3 separate regions of the Sus scrofa genome follow, and regions 1 and 3 are each linked to region 2. Evidence: chromatin contacts called from public HiChIP or PLAC-seq data. All regions are on one chromosome and are shown on one strand. The core of a region is the stretch at or near the end of the contact, and the rest is flanking DNA. Distances in the headings are between cores, read along the strand shown.

Region 1 (3,815 bases), core at 226-2,725, 530 kb before region 2:
GTGTAGCTATCCTTTCTTCAGTGTTAAAAAATATTAATCTCTATTTTCTTCTAGTACTTTTGCTTTTACATATTTAAGTACTTAATATATATGAACATAAGTGTTAATGCTTTGCTCCAACTAAGTTTACTTATATATTCACATGAAGTAATAAGTCTTTTGTCTGGGAGGGTCCTGTTGTTAAACCTTTTGAAAATGTTCACTTAGGAGTTCTCTTCATGGGTTAACAAACCCGACTAGAATCTGTGAGGATGTGGATTCGATCCCTGGCCTTGCTCAGTGAGTTAAGGATCCGTTGTTTGCTCCGGGCTGTGGTGTAGATCACGGATGCGGCTCAGATCCTGAGTTGCTGTGACTGTGGCGTAGGCTGGCAGCTACAGCTCCAATTCGACTCCGAGCCTGGAAACCTCCATGTGCTGTGGGTGTGGACCTAACATATAATAGCAGAAAAATCAACCTTGTTAAGCAAATAGGTAATTTATAAATAGATTTGTGCTTAATTATACAAAGGCAAAATTTGAAAACATTAAGACTGATCTTTTCATGCAAATAAATGTAGCACTAATTGTAGTACTAAGATACACTGTTTTATCGGTATTTTCATATTTTTATAAACTTGAATAGTCCATTTATTTTCTTTGTGTAATAATTGATTTTATTTCTCTTATTTTGGATAGACACTTGCCATTTCACCTGAAGAGAAATTTGTTATTACAACAACAAGTAGGAAAGAAATTACCTGTGATAATTTTGGTAAGCAATGCTATGTTTATGCTTTTATATTTGATATATTCTAGTACATCATAGAGCAGTAAATTTTATTACATAGATAAGCATCACAAAACTATTGATGCTTTTGGTTACTTTTTTCGGATGGGGATGGAAACTGGCTACATATGTCTAAGTTTGTACAGAAGTCATATTTTTCAAGCAAGATTACAGAAAAAGAGTTGGTATCATTATGTCTACAGATGAGACCTTGCTCAACATCTAGCCACAAGCCTTCTTTGTGGGCCCTTGAAAAGCTAATTCTCCTGACTAACTAGAATTCTTCCATTGTCTTTTTTTTTCTTTTTTTTTTGTTATAGTCCTAAATATTTATTTCACAGAATTAAAAAAAAATTGAAATATTTATAAAATTATTTCTGTCCAAATTTGAATATACATTTATTATTTTTATTAATGATTTTTTCATTATAGTTGGTTTATAGTTTTCTGTCAGTGTCTACGGTAGAGCAAAGTGACCCAGTCACACACATATATATATATACACATTCTTTTTCTCACATTATCTTCCATCATGTTCCATCATAAGTGACTAGATATAGTTCTCTGTGTTATATAGCAGGATCTCATTGCTTATCTAAATTTGAACATCCATTGTCTTTTTTTTAACCAACTATGTTCTAAGTCTTGCCAGTTTTTGTGCCTTATTGCTTTTCGATTTTCATCATTCTTCCTTATTCATATACCACTTTAATGTAGTTCCTCATCTGATTTCCTATGACAGTTTGACTTTTTAAGAATTGAGTATTTCAGATGAGTGGAAGTATTTGGACCTGTTTTGCTGATATTCATAACAAAACACAACTGAATTTATAGATTGATTCGTTATTTGGGAATTTGCCTGTATAATTTAATTATTTAATTAATTTTGGCCTCATCTTTTGGTTGTGACCAAAAGAATAATAATAAATTGATTGTGCTTTGAATGCTAGCTTAGCATTTAAGATGTTACCTCTTGACTTACAGATGAAACTGTTAAGGATGGAGTCACTCTATACGTGCTACAGACAGTCAATCAGTTACTGCTAACAGCTACAAAAGAACGGATTGACTTCCTACCTCACTATGACACATTGGTTAAAAGTGGCATGTATGAATATTATGCAAGTGAAGGACAAAATCCTTTACGTAAGTATTCTGTTTTTACTAATTTTAATAAACTGTCACTCTCCTTTATCTCCTGATCACGTGTCCCATTCCTTCACTTTAAAAAAGTTCTGGAGTTTGTATTGTGGCTCAGCAGTTAAAAAACCCGACTAGCATCCGTGAAGATGTGGGTTTGATCCCTGGCCTCGCTCAGAGGGTTAAGGATCAGGTAATGCCACAAGCTGCAGCATAGGTCACAGATGTGGCTTGGATCTAGCATTGCTGTGACTGTGGTGTAGGCTGGCAGCTCCAGCTCTTATTCAACTCCTAGCCAGGGAACTTCCATGTGCCACGGGTATGGCCCTAAAAAGGCAGTAAATAAATAAATAAAAATAAAAACGTTCTCTCAGAGTTCTCTTGTGGCACAGTGGGTTGTGGACCCAGTATTGTCACTGGAGTGGCTTGGATGGCTGCTGTGACACAGGTTTGATCCCTGGGAACTTCTGCATGCTGTGGGTGTGCTCTCCCCCCCCAAAAAAAAAGCTCTCATTCTACCTTACTATAAATCTGTGACCAATCATTGTGAGCTTCTTTACTACATGTCTTCATCACAGTAGATTTCTTTTTCTATTCAGGTGATCTTACTTCAGAGTAAAGATACCTCTCCTTTGAAACTAACTTAGGAGTTCCCGTTGTGGCTTAGCACTAATGAACTCAACTAGTATCCATGAGGCTGTGGGTTCAATTCCTGGCCTTGCTCAGTGGGTTAAGGATCCAGTGTTGCCCTAAGCTGTGGTGTAGGTTGCAGACTTGGCTCGGATCTGGCACTGCTGTGGCTGTGGTGTAGGCCGGCAGCTGCAGCTCTAATTTGACCCCTAGCCTGGTAACTTCCATATGCCGCAGGTGCGGCCATAAAGACAATAAATAAATAAACTAACTAACCTAGAATGAGAATTTATTCCTTTCAATTCACAAGAGACTGGTGCTTACATATCTTTTCATCTCTTGTATACTCTCCTGATCTAGTCTTCCTGGCTTCCCATAGACCTCTCCCAATTAAGAAAGTATTTGTTTTACCTTGGGAATTTGTATAGCAGAACTGCATGAACAAGTAGTTTCTGTTTTTTGTCATTTCCTTCCACCTTTACTAACTGCCGTTTTTTTTGTTTTGTTTTGTTTTGTTTTGTCTTTTTGCCATTTCTCGGGCCACTCCCGCGGCATATGGAGGTTCCCAGGCTAGGGGTCCAATCGGAGCTGTAGCCGCCAGCCTACACCAGAGCCACAGCAACGCGGGATCCGAGCCGTGTCTTTGACCTACACCACAGCTCATGGCAACGCCGGATCCTTAACCCACTGAGCAAGGCCAGGGACCGAACCCGCAACCTCCATGGTTCCTAGTCGGATTCGTTAACCACTGTGCCACGACAGGAACTCCTAATTGCCGGTTTTTATCCTACCTTTGGATTGTGTGCTAATTGATTTAGAGAATCTTTTCTGTTTGGACCCTGCCAAAACATTTAATACTATTTCGATGTTCTTTATAAACTTACTTATTAAAGTTTTTTTTGTGTGTGTATACATTATTGTTTGTAGAAAATTAGAAAATGTAGATAAGCAAAAAGAACATAAAGAACATCCCTATCTCTACCACCTGGATGTAGCTGCCACTAACACTTAGGTGTTTATTATTTCAGACCTTTTCATATTGTTTGGTATTTTTTCTTTTTTAATCGTTTTATTTGATATGTACTTTTTTAACCTTTTTAATTTAAAATGAAATGAACATCTTTTATATATATGTTAATATGTATTTGCTTATATTGTATTTATATAAAAATTTATTTAAACAGTGTACTGCTGTTAGACATTTAGGCTATTTCAGGGCTTCTTTTGTTACAAATGGCTGAATATTCCTGTGACTTTTAGTATATCCTTACCTTGAC
Region 2 (3,777 bases), core at 851-3,350:
TTCTTTATGAAGGACAAAAGTGCAAGCCCCAGCGCCCCCTGGTGACAGGCCACCGCTCCGTGGAGGTGTGTGAGCACTGCAGGGTGCAGGATGCCAAGCCAGGCCCCAAGACCCATCATCTGCAGTCCCTGACCTGGGCATCTGGAATGTGTCACTGCCCCATCTTAGACTCTAAGCCATCTAGCTCTGAGTTCCCACCTTTGGTGATAAGAGTCGCTTAGGACCCCTGTTAAATTGACAGCTACCCAGAAGCTGCCCTAGATTTTTTTTTTTTTTTTAATTTTTGTCTTTTTAGGGCCACACTCGCGGTATACGGAGGTTCCCAGGCTAGGGGTCCAATCAGAGCTATAGCTGCTGGCCACAGACACAGCAACACCAAATCCTTAACCCACTGAGCGAGGGCAGAGATCAAACCCTCAACCTCATGGTTCCTAGTCAGATTCATAACCACTGAGCCATGACGGGAACTCCTGCTCTAGAAGATTCTGATTCAGCAGGTTCGAGATGGGAGTACCCAATATTTTGTATTTTTAGATAGTAGCCACCCCCTTCCAAAGGATTCTCACTATTAAAGCTGTTTAGTAAACTAATCATCTTTGTTTCAATTATTCTGGAGAATTAGGAGAGCTACTTATTTTTCAGTGACTTGGCCTCTAAGTGAACTTTGGAATATATTATTGGTTAAGAGACTGGTGTTCCCAAGGTTCAGCGGTTTAGAACCCAGCTAGTACTCATGAGGATGCAGGTTCATCCTGGCCCCCATTCAGTGGGTTAAGGGCCCTGCCTTGCCATGAGTTGTGGTGTAGCTCGGATGGCAGACGCATCTCGGATCTGGTGTGGCTGTGGCTGTGGTGTAGGCCAAGAGCTGCAGCTTCAATTTGACTCCTAGCCTGGGAACTTCCATCTGCTGCAGGTGCGGACCTAAAAAGACAAAAACAAAACAAAACAGAGGAAATGCTCCTGAGGTCTTTGAAGGTGTAGCTTAATCACATCCCGAGTGCATTACTCTGCAGCTTTTACCTTTCTTGTCAGCAGGGTGAGAGCGGCTTTCGAGGGGACCCCAAGCCTCAGAACTGCTCTGGCCTGGTGAGCCAGACCAGGCTCCCAAGCCCGGCTTTGGGGTGACCTGGAGTGTCATGGGCTCCAGCCCACTCCTTCGTCGCCGCACTTGCCAGACTGGACAGAGGAGGGCAGAATTGGGCGACGCAGTGTCTGAAGCTGTGTTGGGAAAGGAGAACTGAGAAACTATAGGCCAGACTTCTTACTCTTTTCACCAGGCACCCTGAGAGGCATGGGCGTGGTTAGGAAGCTCCACGCTGTGGGTCGCGGGTCTTCCCTCAGAGCCCGATGGAGACAGGTTCTCCCTGTTGTCGGGGACTCAAGAAGCTCCGGTGGGAAACAGAACCCCAAACTTTCTGAAGAGGGAATAAGTCTTCCGCCTGCCTTGGCCTGAGGAGATCCTTCTGGGGCAGAGATAGTGGCCGCTTCGCTGGGGGCCCCCGGGACTTCACAATGTTTGCTCCTGACGGAGGGGCGCGACCCTTTATAAAATAACATGGTACACAGAAATCAAATCTCTCGCCTAAAGGCCTCATCTTGAGGTACGCTAGCCGTGCTGGACCCTCAGGAGAACCAAAAACTCCCAGGTCAACCTGAGGCGAGCCCCAGGCGCAGGCGCAGGACTGCTCGGCGCCAGGGGCCGGGCACTCGGAGGCGGGGCGAAGGCCACTCACGTGAGCCGCGAAATATCTCCGCGATTTCCCTACAAGGACTTCGGCTGCCGAGCCCCGCCCCTAGCCGGGCTTTGGAATGTGCGGAGGGGCAAACCCACAGGAGAGACTCACCCATTTGCCAACAGAAAAGGGGGGAAAGAAAAGCTTACTTTGTAAAAGGGGGTATAAAAAAGACTAAAACTTAGTCATTAGTCCCAATGAACCATTTAACGTTTTTCTATGTGCTAGGCTGCCCAATTGATACTTTCTTGCAATGCAGTCGGTCAAAATTACGCCCTTGGAGCATACTGGCAACACCCCTGCCCCGTCGCCCTTCCGTTAACCCAGGCTCACAGTGTTAGCCCAGAATGGTGACTCGACTTCCTTCCGGTTCGCTAGGCGGAGGCCGGAAGTGTTGGATTGTAGCGGCTCTGGTATTGGAAGCGAGTTAGTAGCGGCAGCCGAGGCAGCGAGGGGGTACCCGAAGCAATCGGATTCTTGCGGCTGAGCAGGGTGAGTGGTGCTTGGGGCTCATTCTGGCCGCATACCCGTGGGGCGGCTGATGAGCAGCGGTGCTTCCGTGGTACCGGGAGCGCACCTGGGCAGATGTACCAGCCGCTTCGTGGGTTTCGAGCCCAAGGGCCAGCTCCAGTATCAAAAGCCGGGGGCCGGAAACGGCCCAGATGCCAATTTTGCCAGACTTGGAGGTCAGGAAATGTGGCTTAGCCTGCTGGCGCCGCGAGCTTGGGCGACAGCCGGCCTGGGAAACCCGAGCCCCGCGGATCTGACTCTGGGACTAAGTTTAGTTTCTAACGTAAACTTGCCGGATTCAAGAGTTTGCGCAAAAACTGTAGCCCATTGCCTCCCCCACCACCACTCCGGCGCACCTCCCCGCTGCAGCTGTTGTTGCAGCTGTGTGGCTACGTTTAGTTGGAATAACCACCTCAAATTAGCATCTTCCTCAGCTCAGTGTCCATTCTGTAATTAGAACTTTGTTTTAAGTGATATTTGGGCAAAGGGAGGTTTGGTGTTTAATTTGCGGCTTCAGAAAAATTCCATAATACACCACCACATTCCTTTTGGGTGGAGACTTGGGGTTATATCAGTTTCCCAAAGTGTTTCTTTTTATAGTAGTTGAATTGGTTTATCAAAGAGTATGTCAGTTCTTTACAGAACTTGGAGTAGAAATAAGCGTTCAGGTGAGATTTTAACTTCAGCGCACAAAGTTTTATATCTAAAGGTGAAGAAAGTGAGTATTTCTTAAAATTATTGCTGTTTGTTTCATGTTCTGGAAGGCATTCGATAAAACTTGACCAGAGAGCTTTTTATTTTCAAAAGTGAGGCTTTACTCTCAGTGAACCCCGACAAAGAATTGCCTTTGTCAAGTGCTGAGAACTTTTTGGGTGTGGCAGTCTAAGGGAACTGTTCCTACCTTTAACCGGAAGTTTGCAAAGGAATTGAAAACTTGGTTTAGTTGGAACGGAAGCACCACCCTGAAAATGTACTTTTAAAAAACTGTGGTTGGCACCAAAAAGTTATATATCTATTTAGCTTGGAAAAAGGTTTATTGTTTAAATGAGACAAATCAGTAGATTTGGTCTGGACTCGGAAAGCAGACACTGTGCTGTCGTACTAGGAGGTGTTTTCTGAAATGAGAGTTTTTCCTTAAAGAACATGTTTCCAGAATACTGGTCAATTTGAGTGTTCTGTAGTAGAAAAAGTCTTCAGCTCAGTTTACACTTATTACCACTATAAATGCTGGAATCTAGGATTCTAACTAGAGTAATATAGTGTAATGTTGATTAATTTGTAATGGGATTAATCCCATTTTACAAATGAAACCAGAGTATCTAGAAATTCTGAAAAAAATCTTCTGGTTGCCCTTGGTGTGAGGATCTTTATTTTCCATTTCTCCATCCCTTAAATCTAGTCTTAACACCCTAGTTTGTATACCTCCTTTTTGTCATAAGCCTGAATGATTATCTTGGTATTTGATCAAACTAAAAAAAAAAAGAAAAATCCAGAAATTCATTACCAGCAACACGCCCCTTCCCTGATTAAGGCA
Region 3 (3,307 bases), core at 731-3,230, 560 kb before region 2:
GTATTTGGACCCGGGAAAAGGAATCCCAGATCTGCTCTTAAACGGACACCCTCATGCCTCACCTTTTGGAAGAGGGATTCAGAGAGGTGAAACAGCTGGTTATTTGAAATTGTCTGTTCTCAGACGAGCAATGGAAGATGTGAAATTGAATCGGGCCAAAAGGAAGTTGGCTGTGGAGAAGGGGCGAGGCTGAATGGCTCAGACACCTCCAGTGGGAAATCTCAGATGGAAGGTAGTGAGCAAGGAGCAAATACCCAAGGCAGCAAATTCCAGCTTCCTCACCCCCCACTCCACCCCCACCAAGTGGATGCTCTCAACCTGTAGTTGAATAGAAGGTGAGGAATCGGCTATCTGGGAACTGGAAGCAGCGTGTTCTGGTGTCTTTCCTTGAGGAAAGCTCTATCTTGGGGCAGAAAAAGGGAAATGGGGGAATTAAAACCAATAAATAGAAAAATGTGTGGAGTTCCCATAGTGGCTCAGTGGAAACAAATCTGACAAGGGACCATGAGGTTGTGGGTTTGACCCCTGTCCTCACTCAGGGGTTTAAGGATCCAGCATTGCCGTGAGCTGTGGTGTAGGTTGCAGACTTGGCTAAGATCGCGCGTTGCTGTGGCTTAGGTGTAGGCCGGCGGCTACAGTTCTGATTTGACCCCTAGCCTGGATTCGGCCCTAAAAAGCAAAAAAAAAAAAAAAGAAGAAAAGAAAAATGTGGCTTCTGGGCGAGGGAGAGTTAAGTGACTCCAATTCTTTGGGACATTCAGAGTTGAAGAAGCCACCAAGCCAGCCAAAGCCAGATAAAGCCCAACAACCAAAGAAAAGGCCACCAGGCCACACTGATAGAAACAAGTTGGGTTTATTGAACTAGCTGCAGCGAGGTGGAGCCAATCATGCCATGTCTCAGTAAGATGGAATGGGGTCCAGGCTTGTGCCAGTTGATTTTAAGAAAGGATGGCTTATTAGTCCTTTTTGCAACTGCAGTATAGCCTTAACTATGTTTGGTTAGAAACAATGTCTTGGTGGCCTGTGTCCTACTGAAAACATTGTCCATCACAGTCTGACTGCCAGCAAAGTTGCTCTGCACTTTTTCAGGTCCTAATTAGAGCTAGAAGCCCTGGTTAGGGAAGGTAATTTGGCTGACTAGAAGGCCATGGAAAAAGTCTCAGCAGTTGTGATTCTAGAAGAGTACTTGAGGAAAATTTCAACCGAGCAGAGGAGTATGCAGAACATAGCTTGTGTGGAGGTGAGAGGCCACTCAGCAGTTGTTGGAATATCTAAGATGAACCTTGACCTTGGATACTCAGAAGTTGTTTCCCACACTTCCATGGGTCCTCTACTCCATGAGAAGACTTAGGCATGTGTGGAGAGAAGAGCAAAATTATATTGAGCACGAACTCTACTTCCCCTTCCTGTTGTGGTTGGCTTCGAGCTAGAACACCTTGAGGAATTTGGCTTTGTGTTGCCAGCAGTTTTTAGTCTAGCAAAGTTGGACACAATACACGAATTGGTATACACTTCCCTTTGTTCTGTAAAAAAAGGGGGGGGGTTGGACAAATTTAGTTTTGCCGCAAAAGGCAAAAACATTCTCAAAAAGAGCTGAGATGCTGTGAATCTGAAAGTCTAAACTGTTCATGGAACCATGTAAAGTATCATGTGTACACCTTTGTGGGTGTTTGTATACTTGTGACTCTGCTCAGCTTCTTTCTTCTTTTTTGAGAAGGCTTTTTTTTTTTTTTTTTTTTTTTTTTAGATTTAGAGCACAGGAACAGGAGGAGAGACACACCCAACAGCTGTAGAAGCAGGAAACATCTATTCTAAAACTGAAGAACAAAAACATGAAAACCGAGAGTACTTTTGCATATTTTTTTTCCAACTAAACTTTCTTGAAAAAGTCCACACTTCATCTGTGTATGACGGGGAATGAGGATGATTAGATCTCGGTGCAGTGTATCCGGGGTGATTTAGGTGTGTTTATTTCTGCAAACTTATTGTTTGCTTTGGAGAATGTTTCTTTTCTAGCTCACATTCCAGAAGTATTAGGACCTAAGTCCCAATGGACAGCAGGGGCAATTAGAGGAGTGATGGTCACCTCAAGCTGGAGGAGGGTCTGTGAAGAGGAACTGGCCTGCGCTTTGCAAAGGTCAGCTTGAACTGAATGATTGATGGAAGTATTGAGAACTAAAAACAATAGACTTGAGGAATGTGAAAAGTACAAGCTTTCCTTGTTTTTCATAATTTATATGGTTAAGTAAAAGTAACTGAGCTATAATGTTTTTATATCTCTTGGGGAAGCTGCATTCTAATTCTGTGACAGACCGACTTCCCTGTAGGGGGAGGGTGAGTAGTATCCAGTTTTTAGGAAAGAGCTTAGTCATCTTTCAAGAAAATGAAACCTAGACAGAAAGGAAAACTGTCCGTGGGGAAACCTGTATTTGTATCTCTGAGCTTTGTTTGGAGAGTCTATTTGAAATAAGTGAGACATGTTCAGTGGACTACTAAGATTTCTCTGCCCAGATGAAGGCAAGGGCTATAAGCTGCAAATGATTCTGTACTTTGTAAATCTGATACTATATTCTTTAATATATTCATCACCCTCCTTGTCCCCCTTGGTCCAGTGTTTCTCGAAATATGGTATTTGGTCTATCTCTGTTAGAATCGCTTTGAAGTTGTCAAAAATAAGGAACCCTGGGGAGTTCCTGTCGTGGCGCAGTGGTAACGAATCCGACTAGGAACCATGAGGTTGCGGGTTCGGTCCCTGCCCTTGCTCAGTGGGTTAAGGATCCGGTGTTGCTGTGGTGTAGGTTGCAGACACGGCTCGGATCCCGCGTTGCTGTGGCTCTGGCATAGGCTGACGGCTACAGCTCAAATTAGACCCCTAGCCTGGGAACCTCCATATGCCGTGGGAGCGGCCCAAGAAATAGCAAAAAAAAAAAAAAAAAAAAAGGGATCCTAGTCTCCTGCTTGACTGATTAAAATGTCTCGGCAAGGAACCTAGAAACCTGTGTCTTAAATACCCCTTCCAGTTTTTCATATGCATACTACAGCGTGAGTACCCAAGCAGGATCTCAAGTGCGCTGTCAGGAATTAAGGAGGGGATTTGTGTTCATGAAGGTGATAGAGTCTTTAAGAGGGAGCTAGTTGTGGTAGCTGCAGGAAGAGATTCCCCAGGTGAAAGTTTAGAGCTTTGAAATCTTGTATAGAGCCTGTGTGTAAATTCGCCTTCTATTGCCAAATGTGGAACCTTGATTTTGTTATTGTAGGAGATGAGTTCTGTAGGCTTTCTTTCTTTCTAGAGAAGCCTAAAAATACT

The links. HiChIP or PLAC-seq counts read pairs in DNA pulled down with a chosen protein or histone mark.
Region 1: a contact with region 2 is called in an H3K27ac HiChIP or PLAC-seq map of alveolar macrophages. The contact joins the enhancer-like site here to the promoter of LOC733637 in region 2. A contact is called at or near these places in 2 of 5 promoter capture datasets (fetal liver and liver), 3 of 47 Hi-C or Micro-C datasets (embryonic fibroblasts, heart right ventricle and liver) and 2 of 2 datasets of contacts at active chromatin or transcription factors (alveolar macrophages and skeletal muscle).
Region 3: a contact with region 2 is called in an H3K27ac HiChIP or PLAC-seq map of alveolar macrophages. The contact joins the promoter of SMCHD1 here to the promoter of LOC733637 in region 2. A contact is called at or near these places in 1 of 5 promoter capture datasets (liver) and 1 of 2 datasets of contacts at active chromatin or transcription factors (alveolar macrophages).

Annotation. Positions count from the first base shown.
Region 1 is chr6:103,948,816-103,952,630 of Sscrofa11.1, reverse strand. It overlaps SMCHD1 (structural maintenance of chromosomes flexible hinge domain-containing protein 1), which reads left to right. Exons shown (of 48, transcript XM_021096138.1): 2 at 678-753; 3 at 1,753-1,914. The coding sequence starts at 1,875. Among named protein-coding and RNA genes, the nearest start is that of SMCHD1, 35 kb to the left of the region's middle. Within about 2 kb of position 1,475, at least 1 of the 83 cell types and tissues checked has an H3K27ac peak or open chromatin away from gene starts, as enhancers often do. A contact at or near this core is called in alveolar macrophages, where this site is marked.
Region 2 is chr6:103,423,113-103,426,889 of Sscrofa11.1, reverse strand. It overlaps LOC733637 (myosin regulatory light chain 2 protein), which reads left to right and starts at 2,100. Exons shown (of 4, transcript NM_001244251.2): 1 at 2,100-2,225.
Region 3 is chr6:103,984,730-103,988,036 of Sscrofa11.1, reverse strand. SMCHD1 (structural maintenance of chromosomes flexible hinge domain-containing protein 1) reads left to right here and starts at 1,980. Exons shown (of 48, transcript XM_021096138.1): 1 at 1,980-2,137.